Linked DNA regions of Sus scrofa: region 1 is linked to region 2. Evidence: chromatin contacts called from public HiChIP or PLAC-seq data. All regions are on one chromosome and are shown on one strand. Each heading gives the region's core, a stretch centred on a gene start, on an enhancer-like site or on the middle of the called end of the contact. The rest is flanking DNA. Distances are from core to core; before and after follow the strand shown. Region 1 has its middle 10 kb from the start of ENSA. Region 2 has its middle 15 kb from the start of ARNT.

Region 1 (4,042 bases), core at 706-3,205, 200 kb after region 2:
CTGCGAGTGCAGCCCTTAAAAAAAAATCAGATTTCCATACTTTGGAAAACTGGTATCAGTATATGCTAAAGCTGAATGTAATCCAATACACAGAGACACATTAAGAATATCTGCTTTAAAGAAAGAAAGAAAAAAAGAATGATTGCTTTATGAAGTCCAACAACCAAGAAGCTATTTGAAAGAAAAAGAAAAAGCTAGTTGCTTGCTATTAACAAACTCTTTTACATTGGTTATGGTGTGTTGACATAAACTCTGAATAGCTATGTTTGACCTCTTCATTTTTCTTTCATTTTTAGCAGGTTAAAATTCTCTATTAAAATAGCTTCAGGAATTCCCACTGTTGCATGGTGGGTTAAGAATCCAGATGCAGGGAGTTCCCTTTGTGACTCAGTGGTAACGAATTCAACTAGTATACATGAGGATGTGGGTTCAATCCCTGGCCCTGCTCAGTGGGTGAGGGTCCTGGCATTGCCCTCAGCTGTGGTGTAGGTCACAGATGTGGCTCAGATCTAGCATTGCTATGGCTGAGATGTAGGCCAGCAGCTACATCTCCAATTGGACCTCTAGCCTGGGAACTTCCATGTGCCGCAGGTGCGGCCCTAAAAAACAAACAAATAAATAAATAAATAAATAGCTTCAGGGTGTTCCCTAGTGGTCTAGTGGTTAGGAGTCAACGCTTTCACCCCTGAAGCCCTGGGAACTGAGATCCCACGTCAAGCTGCTGCATGCTGTGGCCAAAAAAAAAAAAAAAAGCTTCATAACGTGTTGATAACTATCTATTTTGACAACAGCTTTACTGAGATATAAGGCACATACCATAAAATATACCTATTTAAAGTGAATAATTTGGTTTGGGGTTTGTTTTTTTTTTAGTATATTCACAGCACCATGCTATCATCACAATTTTAGGACATGTCATCATCCTAGGGAAAAACCCACACCCATTAGCAGTCATTCCCCTTTTCCCCCCAGTCCTTGGCAAATACTAATTACTTTCTATCTCTACAGATTTGCCTATTCTGGCCATTTCATATAAATGATATCATACAATATGTGTCTTTTGTGACTGCTTCTTTCACTGAGCATCTTTTCAAGGTTCATTCATGTTGTAATACATATCGGTGCTTCATTTTTATTGTCAAATAATGTTCCACTGTATAGATATTTTAAATGGTTTTTTTTTTTTTTTTTTGGAGTTCCTATTGTGGCTCAGTGGGTTAAGAACCCAGCATAGTGTCCGTGAGGATTCAGATTTGATCCCTGGCCTCGCTCCGTGAGTTAAGTATCCGGTGTTGCCACAAGCTGTGGCGTAGGTCACAGATGCAGCTCAGATCCCGAGTTGCTATGGCTGTGGTATATTCCTGCAGCTACAGTTCTCATTTGACCCCTAGCCTGAGAATGTCCATATGCCACGGGTGCAGCTGTAAAATTTAAATTAATTAATGGCTGATTAATTAATGACGTCTTTATAGAATATGATGTGTCCAAAACAAAATCTATCATTTCCTCTCCTAAACCTCCCACTTTCAGATGTCCCCAGATCATTTACCTCGTTGCTCAGGCCAAGCAAGTTATCCTGGACTTTTATAACAGCAAATTCTGGTTGTACTTACAAAATCCCACATCCAGCCATTATCATCCTTCTCTATAGCTACTACCTTCTCGTTCAAACCACTCTCATCTCTCCCTTGAACTGTTATAAAAGCCTAATTGGTTTCCTGCTGTTGCTTCCATTCCCGTTCCCCACAAAGCAGCCAGATTGATCCACTTAATACTTCAGCTTGTGTTTCACCCCTGCTCAACACCATCTAAAGACTGCCTAATCACACACAAAGTAAAATCCAAAGCACCGAAAGCAATCTGCTCCTTGCCTGCATCTCCTCTTTTACTCTGGCTATGGCTACACTGACCTTGCTCTCCTCAAATACGCTAAAGACCTAACCCTGCTTCAGGAGTTTGCACCTGCTGTTCCCTCGGTATGGATCAGTTTTCCTCCCGACAGCTGCTTGGTTTGCTCCCCACCTCATTCAGATCTCTGCTCAAATATCTCAGATCCTCCCTAATCACTCCAAAGTATCACCTCCTCCCACCCAGTCACAAACAGAATCATTTCTGAGCACATCTTATACCTCAGACATGGCGCTAGTCTTAGTGAAGCCACACTTTTTCAGCTTTACCCTCATTCTAAGTTCCACCCTTCCTAATGCTCAGCAATTTAGCTATCTCAAGGGTAAATGATGTATAATTTCAATCATTCCCTAAGTAATCCTAATTTTTTCTTTAGTAATCATAATTCTTATATATTACTCTTAAGCAGTGCTTAGAGTTAGAAATAGCTTGTATCAGAAAGTATTTTCCGAGGTTCCCGTTGTGGTGCAGTGGTTAACGAATCCGACTAGGAACCACGAGGTTGCGGGTTCGATCCCTGCCCTTGCTCAGTGGGTTAACGATCCGGTGTTGCTGTGAGCTGTGGTGTAGGTCGCAGACGAGGCTAGGATCCTGCGTTGCTGTGGCTGGGGTGTAGGCCGGTGGCTGCAGCTCCGATTGGACCCCTAGCCTGGAAACCTCCATATGCCACGGGAGCAGCCCAAGAAAAGACCAAAAAAAAAAAAAGTATTTTCCAAAAGAACTTGCTTATCTTTTAGATATCTAAAATAACCTCTAAATACATTCATAATATATTTTCACTATATTTGCCCAGATCTGATTTGAACAATAGTTTCCATTTCCTTTCTCCATATGCCCTAGCTTAAACTTAACCTGCCTTATCCCTTTCCTCTCTGTATGAAATTGAGCCATATATCAACTGGTTACCAACTTCTGTGAGTCTGCATTCTAATGTCTCATTCCTCTGTGCCCCTCCATTCCTACTGCCACTGCCCCTTGTCAATAAGACAAAATTGGATACATTAGACATTGGAAAATTAGCAGTGGTTGGTGATTCTGGGAAAAATAAGATCATTTTCTACACTCCTTTAAACCTGTTTTTATTATCCACGCACTTCCCTGAAGCAGGTGAAACTTAAATGGAGGTGGGGGGTTTGTTTGAGCTTATATTTGTTTTTGCTTGTTAGGGCTTAAGACCTTTATTGATTTTTTTATTTTATTTTATTTTATTTTATTTTTAAATGATTTTTATTTTTTCCATTATAGCTGGCTCACAGAGTCCTTTACTGAAACTTAATATACATCTAGAAAAGTGCACACATCTTAAGTATGCAGCTCAGTTTTCACAAGCGGAACACATTCCATGTAACCAGCACCAAGAATAAGAAACAGAACATCACCAGTACTTCTGAACCCCCTTCAGGCTCCCGTCCAGTCACTACCCTCCAAGGGTAACTGCTCTCCCAACTGCTAACAATGCTGACCAGTTTGATCTTAACAGAGTTTTTCAAGTAAGTGGGAAAAGCTTAGATGGGGAAATATTTGAGGAAAAGCGTACCTTAGACACCTGAAAGGAAAATGAAAAATTGGTAAGGAGAGGTCTAAACCATCTACAAAGAAAGAGGAAGAGAAGAAGGGAAGAGGAAGAGAGAAAGCAGAAGTTTTAAGAGAAAGAATCTGGTTCTACCTGGTTGGCTGCCCAAGGAACCCTGGCCCCACCCACAGCATATGGAAGTTCCCGGCCAGGGATGTACACCAGCCACAGCTGTGGCAACCATCGTGCCAGGCCAGGGATCGAACTGCCAAGCTGCTGCAGTTAGATTCTTAACCCACTGTTCCACAGTGGGAACTCCCTACAGGGATCTTCTTAGGCTTTCCTTCTCCTCTCTCCCGGTCAGCCTCCCACCTCCTCCTACCCACCCCCACTCCAGTGAAGTGATTTTAATATGGAAAGCCCTCTGCTCCAACCCTGCCTCATGAGATTTTAAGAGACACATTTCATTCCATTCATGATCCATTCTTTTGGGTTAAAATTGCCCTTTTTTTGGCTGAGTACTTTTGAAATACAAATACTACAACAAAGAGTTAAGCTGCTATCAGTGGCTGACATGCAACAGGTGCTATGTAAATTTTCTTCTTTCTCTTGTTGTGATTT
Region 2 (4,531 bases), core at 1,436-3,935:
CATCAGTTCCTACTGTTTAGCACAGGGAACTATATTCAGTATCCTGTGATAAAGCATAATGAAAAAGACTACAACAAAGAATACATATATGTATAACCGAGTCATGATGTACAGCAGAAATTAATACAACACTGTAAATTGACTATACTTCAATAAAATTTAAAAAATTAATTGTTGCATCAGTCTTCTAATCATTCCTGCAAAACCTCTGAAAGTACATTGCATCTAAAGGTACAGGTGTGGCAAGCTCAGAAGGTAGAAACTGAAGTTCAGGAGTAAAGAAGAGCAAGATCTTTATTCCTGAGTCACCCAAGGATAGGATAGTTGAAATCACAGAAGTAGATGAGATGGTCCAAGGAGAATTAGAAACAAGGGAATGTTTGCATTTATGATGGAGGAAAGAGGTCAAGGAACCACAGATGGAATAGTTTCAAGTAGGTAAACCAGAAGAGATGAGAGAATTTCAGGGAGGTGGCTGGTTTGCAAATAATCCTGTATGCTACAGAGGGATGGAAAACCTTAAATATCTAGAAACTGGAAAACATCAAGTTTTTGTTTTTTTTGTTTTTTTTTTCCTGGGCATCTGAAAAGATACCCAGTTAACAGTTTTACAATATTTTGCACATATACAAATACTCTTCTTTGATATGCAGAAAAATAGCTATTTACAAAGACTTTGTTGTGTATTACTATTTCTCTTAAGCAGATAGTTATCTGAGATTTTTTTTTTTTTCCTTTTTAGGTCTGCATAGGCAGTATATGGCAGTTATCAGGATAGGGGTAGAACTAGAGCTGTAGCTGCTGGCTACAGCCACAGCCACAGCAGCCCCAGATCCAAGCCACATATGCAACCTACACCCTGGATCCTTAACTCACTAAGTGAGGCCAGGGATTGTACCAGTATTCTCATGAACACTATGTTGGGTTCTTAACCCACTGAGCCACAGTGGAAACTCCCATCAAGTTATTTTGGCTTCCCCTAATTAAATCTGAATTCCTGAACTTTGACTCAAAGGTCTCAAACTTCTCACTTACAGCTGTCAAATTCCAGGAAGCTAATTTTGCTCCTGTTAGTCTGAGGATATCTTTCCTCTCCCTTAAAAATTAACATATAACCTTATTGAAAGGAGGAAAGAAAAGAGATGATGTTGTTTTTGTTCCAAGTATGATGTGTATGTTTTTTGGCTTTTATTTTCAAGTGCAAGGATCCAATCCAGGTTTTACACGGCCTGACATTTATACACTTGGAGGTCCCTATCTTTAAGAAAAAGCATACAAGATTTTAAATACAAAATTAGTTAAAAGTTTTTAGAATGGGTAAAAAACCATAACAAATTATTGGAGACTTGGATATTCTGTTTCCATTCTTCTGAAACCTCCTAGATAAAATAGCTTTTCTTGACAGGTATAAATGACAGATAAAACAGTAAATTCAAGATCTGTTTTCCAAAGAGAAGACTTGCCCTAGAATTTTTTTAGTGGTTCTTAAGGTTTCTATTTTGAGTTGAATAGTAGTACTGCTCAGGATTAGAGTAGGGAAAAGAATCTATTGGTTTATGTAAAATTCAGTCCTGCTAAAGTAGGGAACAGAATAACAGTATTCATTTACATGACTGCAGCAATGTCAGTTCCTCTTCCACTTAACTTCCAAAAAAGATCAATCACCTTTTCCTTTCCTTGCGTTTTTTTTTCCCCATCTGTAGTACCCATATTTTTTCCATCTGTAGTACCCTATATTTTTCTTTCTTTCTTTTGCTTTTTTTTTTTTTTTTTTTTTTTTGCTTTTTTTTTTTAGGGCTCTACCTGTGGCATATGGAAGTTCCCAGGCTGGGGGTCGAACGGGAGCTACAGTTACCAGCCTTCGCCACAGCCACAGGAACACGGGATCGGAGCCATGTCTGCGACCTACACCACAGCTCATGGCAATGCTGGATCCCAGACTCACTGAGAGAGGCCAGGGATTGAACCCAAATCCTCATGGATACCAGCTAGATTAATTTCCACTGCGCCACAACGGGAACTCTGATTTCTTAAAACAAACAAAACCCCACAACCCAAACTTAAAAAGGCTCAGCTTTTTTTCCTGGCCATAAGTTTAGTCTGAAGGGAGAGGTGATGGTGAAGAAATATCATCATAAAACTTTCTTACTATAATCCTTAAAATCAAAGACATCCTCTAGCTAACAGGACTAACAGAAGTCCTCCAAATTTGCTTCAGAGCAAGACTATGCTCAAGACTTCCCTCTCAGATGAAAGTTTCACTTTGCAAAAAAAAAAAAAAAAAATCTCTAAGGAGAAAAAGCTCTTTACTTCCCTCAGACATTTCCCTAGTAGTCCCCAAACTTGCAGAAAGAAGAGTTGGAATTATTCCCATAAAAACTTCACCAGGAAGGCAGGACGGGTACTTGCCCTTTGAGAGAGAGCTATCCGAGGCTGGCTGTTGGCAGGGCAGTCTCCTACTCAGGCATATCTCTTGGCAGCCTCTCCTCTTTTCATCAGACCCTTCTTACAAAAGGAGAGTGGTTGGTGGCTCTTTCCCTTTCCCACTCCCACACTGAACTGTGATGCTTCATGAATAGTTCAACTAAAACAGGATCACGTTTCAGACACTCCCATAGTGAGTGAGAAAACGATCCCACTAGATTAAATTGGAGCCTAGATCAGTAGAAGTATATTTCCACAACACTGCCAGGGCTGGGACAGCCAAGGTTAATAGTTCATAGTAATACCTTCTAAGTGGGATCACGTGGGTGGTAGAAGATGGTTCGGTAGCCAGCTTTTCGGGTCTGTGCAATGATTCTCTGCATTAGCAGCATCCCCTGAGAAATTGCTAGAAATGTGAATTCTTGAATCTCCCATACCTGCCTTAAAGAATCAGGAACTTTGGAGGTGTCTTGTCAACAAGAACAGTGGAGCTCTAAAATCTTCCCTTTTCCTCAAGAAGAATTTTCTTAGGACATTTGAATCAGAAAAGACAAAACTATTTTACCTAGCATTAGTTATTATACACATACATATACCTTGAATGCAACATTTACTATCATTTCCTGTAAGGTTTTATTGGATTCATCACAGAAGCTTCTATAGAGTGTGTGTGTGTGTGTGTGTGTGTGTGTGTGTGTGTGTGTATACACTTGTAAGTATACAGAATATTTCTGGAGGGACATCCTCCAGGGCTTCAAGGTAAGAACTGGGAGGATTTTTTGTGGGGATATTATCTACTCAAAATTTATTTTGTTCAAGCAGATAAGTTTTCAAGGCGTTATGACACCTTGAAAAAAAGTAACTCCTGAAAGGTGTGCTGTATATTTAATACATATTCATATTTACTGATTGCCTACTAGATGTCAATCACTGTGCTAGAGGCTGGGGCAGAATGGAGAATGAGGTATAGTCCCAGGCTTCAAGCTTTTCTTTTCCCAGGTAACACGAATTATAGCAATAAAAAATATTTTCAGTTTCCAAATTTCTCTTGTCCTTGACCTTACCATCTCAAATTATGTGCAGAAGTTGAGGGACGATAAGGGTATTATCTTTTTCTTTCTAGGGTAGGAAAAACTGAAACAAAACCAGGCTTTGGGGCTCACAGTAATAGCTTCCATCTATTTAGGTTTTTTTTTTTTTGCCTTTTCTAGGGCCGCTCCCGCGGTATATGGAGGTTCCCAGGCTAGGGGACGAATCAGAGCTGTAGCCACTGGCCTATGCCAGAGCTACAGCAATGTGGGATCTGAGCTGAGTCTGCAACCTACACCACAGCTCACAGCAACGCCGGATCCTTGACCCACTGAGCAAGGCCAGGGATCGAACCCGAAACCTCATGGTTCCTAGTCAGATTCATTAACCGCTGTGCCACGATGGGAACTCCACCTTCCATCTATTTAGTGATGGACCTTGAAACAAAATTGTTATATATTTGTTTTTTATAATTACAAATGAGATGTAAACTCATATTAATTCAAACATTACAGATACACATACCAAAAGATAAAAATCTCCCATTAATCTCATTCTTCAGAGATACCTGGTTAACAGTTTGGTGAATTTCTCCAGCTTCAATTTCTGTATTTACTAAAATGTGTATTTTTATTCACAAGGTAATACTTTTTTTTTTTTTTTTTTTTTTTGTCTTTCTAGGGCCATACCCACAGCATATGGAGGTTCCCAGTACTAGAGGTTGAATTGGAGCTGTAGCCACAGGCCTATGCCTCAGCCACAGCAACTTCAGATCTGAGCCGTGTTTGCGACCTATGCCACAGCTCACAGCAACACTGGATCCTTAACCCACTGAGTGGGGCCAGGGATTGAACCCAAGTCCTCATGGATACTAGCTGGGTTCGTTACTTCTGAGCCACAGTAGGAATTCCCAAAATAATACTTATTTTGTGCTTTTTCACTTAACAGTGTATCTTGGCCAGTTTTCATTTTACTTTGTATTTTATTGCATTTTATTTTTAAAAAGCAGATTTTTAAAAGAATTTTATTATAGTTGATTTACAATGTTCCCTCGATTTCTGCTGTACAGCAGTGACCC

Evidence for each region. HiChIP or PLAC-seq counts read pairs in DNA pulled down with a chosen protein or histone mark.
Region 1: a contact with region 2 is called in an H3K27ac HiChIP or PLAC-seq map of skeletal muscle, with 2.2 times the contacts expected there. The contact joins two enhancer-like sites. A contact is called at or near these places in 3 of 5 promoter capture datasets (fetal liver and liver), 1 of 47 Hi-C or Micro-C datasets (alveolar macrophages) and 1 of 2 datasets of contacts at active chromatin or transcription factors (skeletal muscle).

The regions. Positions count from the first base shown.
Region 1 is chr4:98,515,411-98,519,452 of Sscrofa11.1, forward strand. No RefSeq gene overlaps it. Among named protein-coding and RNA genes, the nearest start is that of ENSA, 10 kb to the right of the region's middle. Within about 2 kb of position 1,956, at least 3 of the 83 cell types and tissues checked have an H3K27ac peak or open chromatin away from gene starts, as enhancers often do. A contact at or near this core is called in skeletal muscle, where this site is marked.
Region 2 is chr4:98,316,501-98,321,031 of Sscrofa11.1, forward strand. No RefSeq gene overlaps it. Among named protein-coding and RNA genes, the nearest start is that of ARNT, 15 kb to the right of the region's middle. Within about 2 kb of position 2,686, at least 4 of the 83 cell types and tissues checked have an H3K27ac peak or open chromatin away from gene starts, as enhancers often do. A contact at or near this core is called in skeletal muscle, where this site is marked.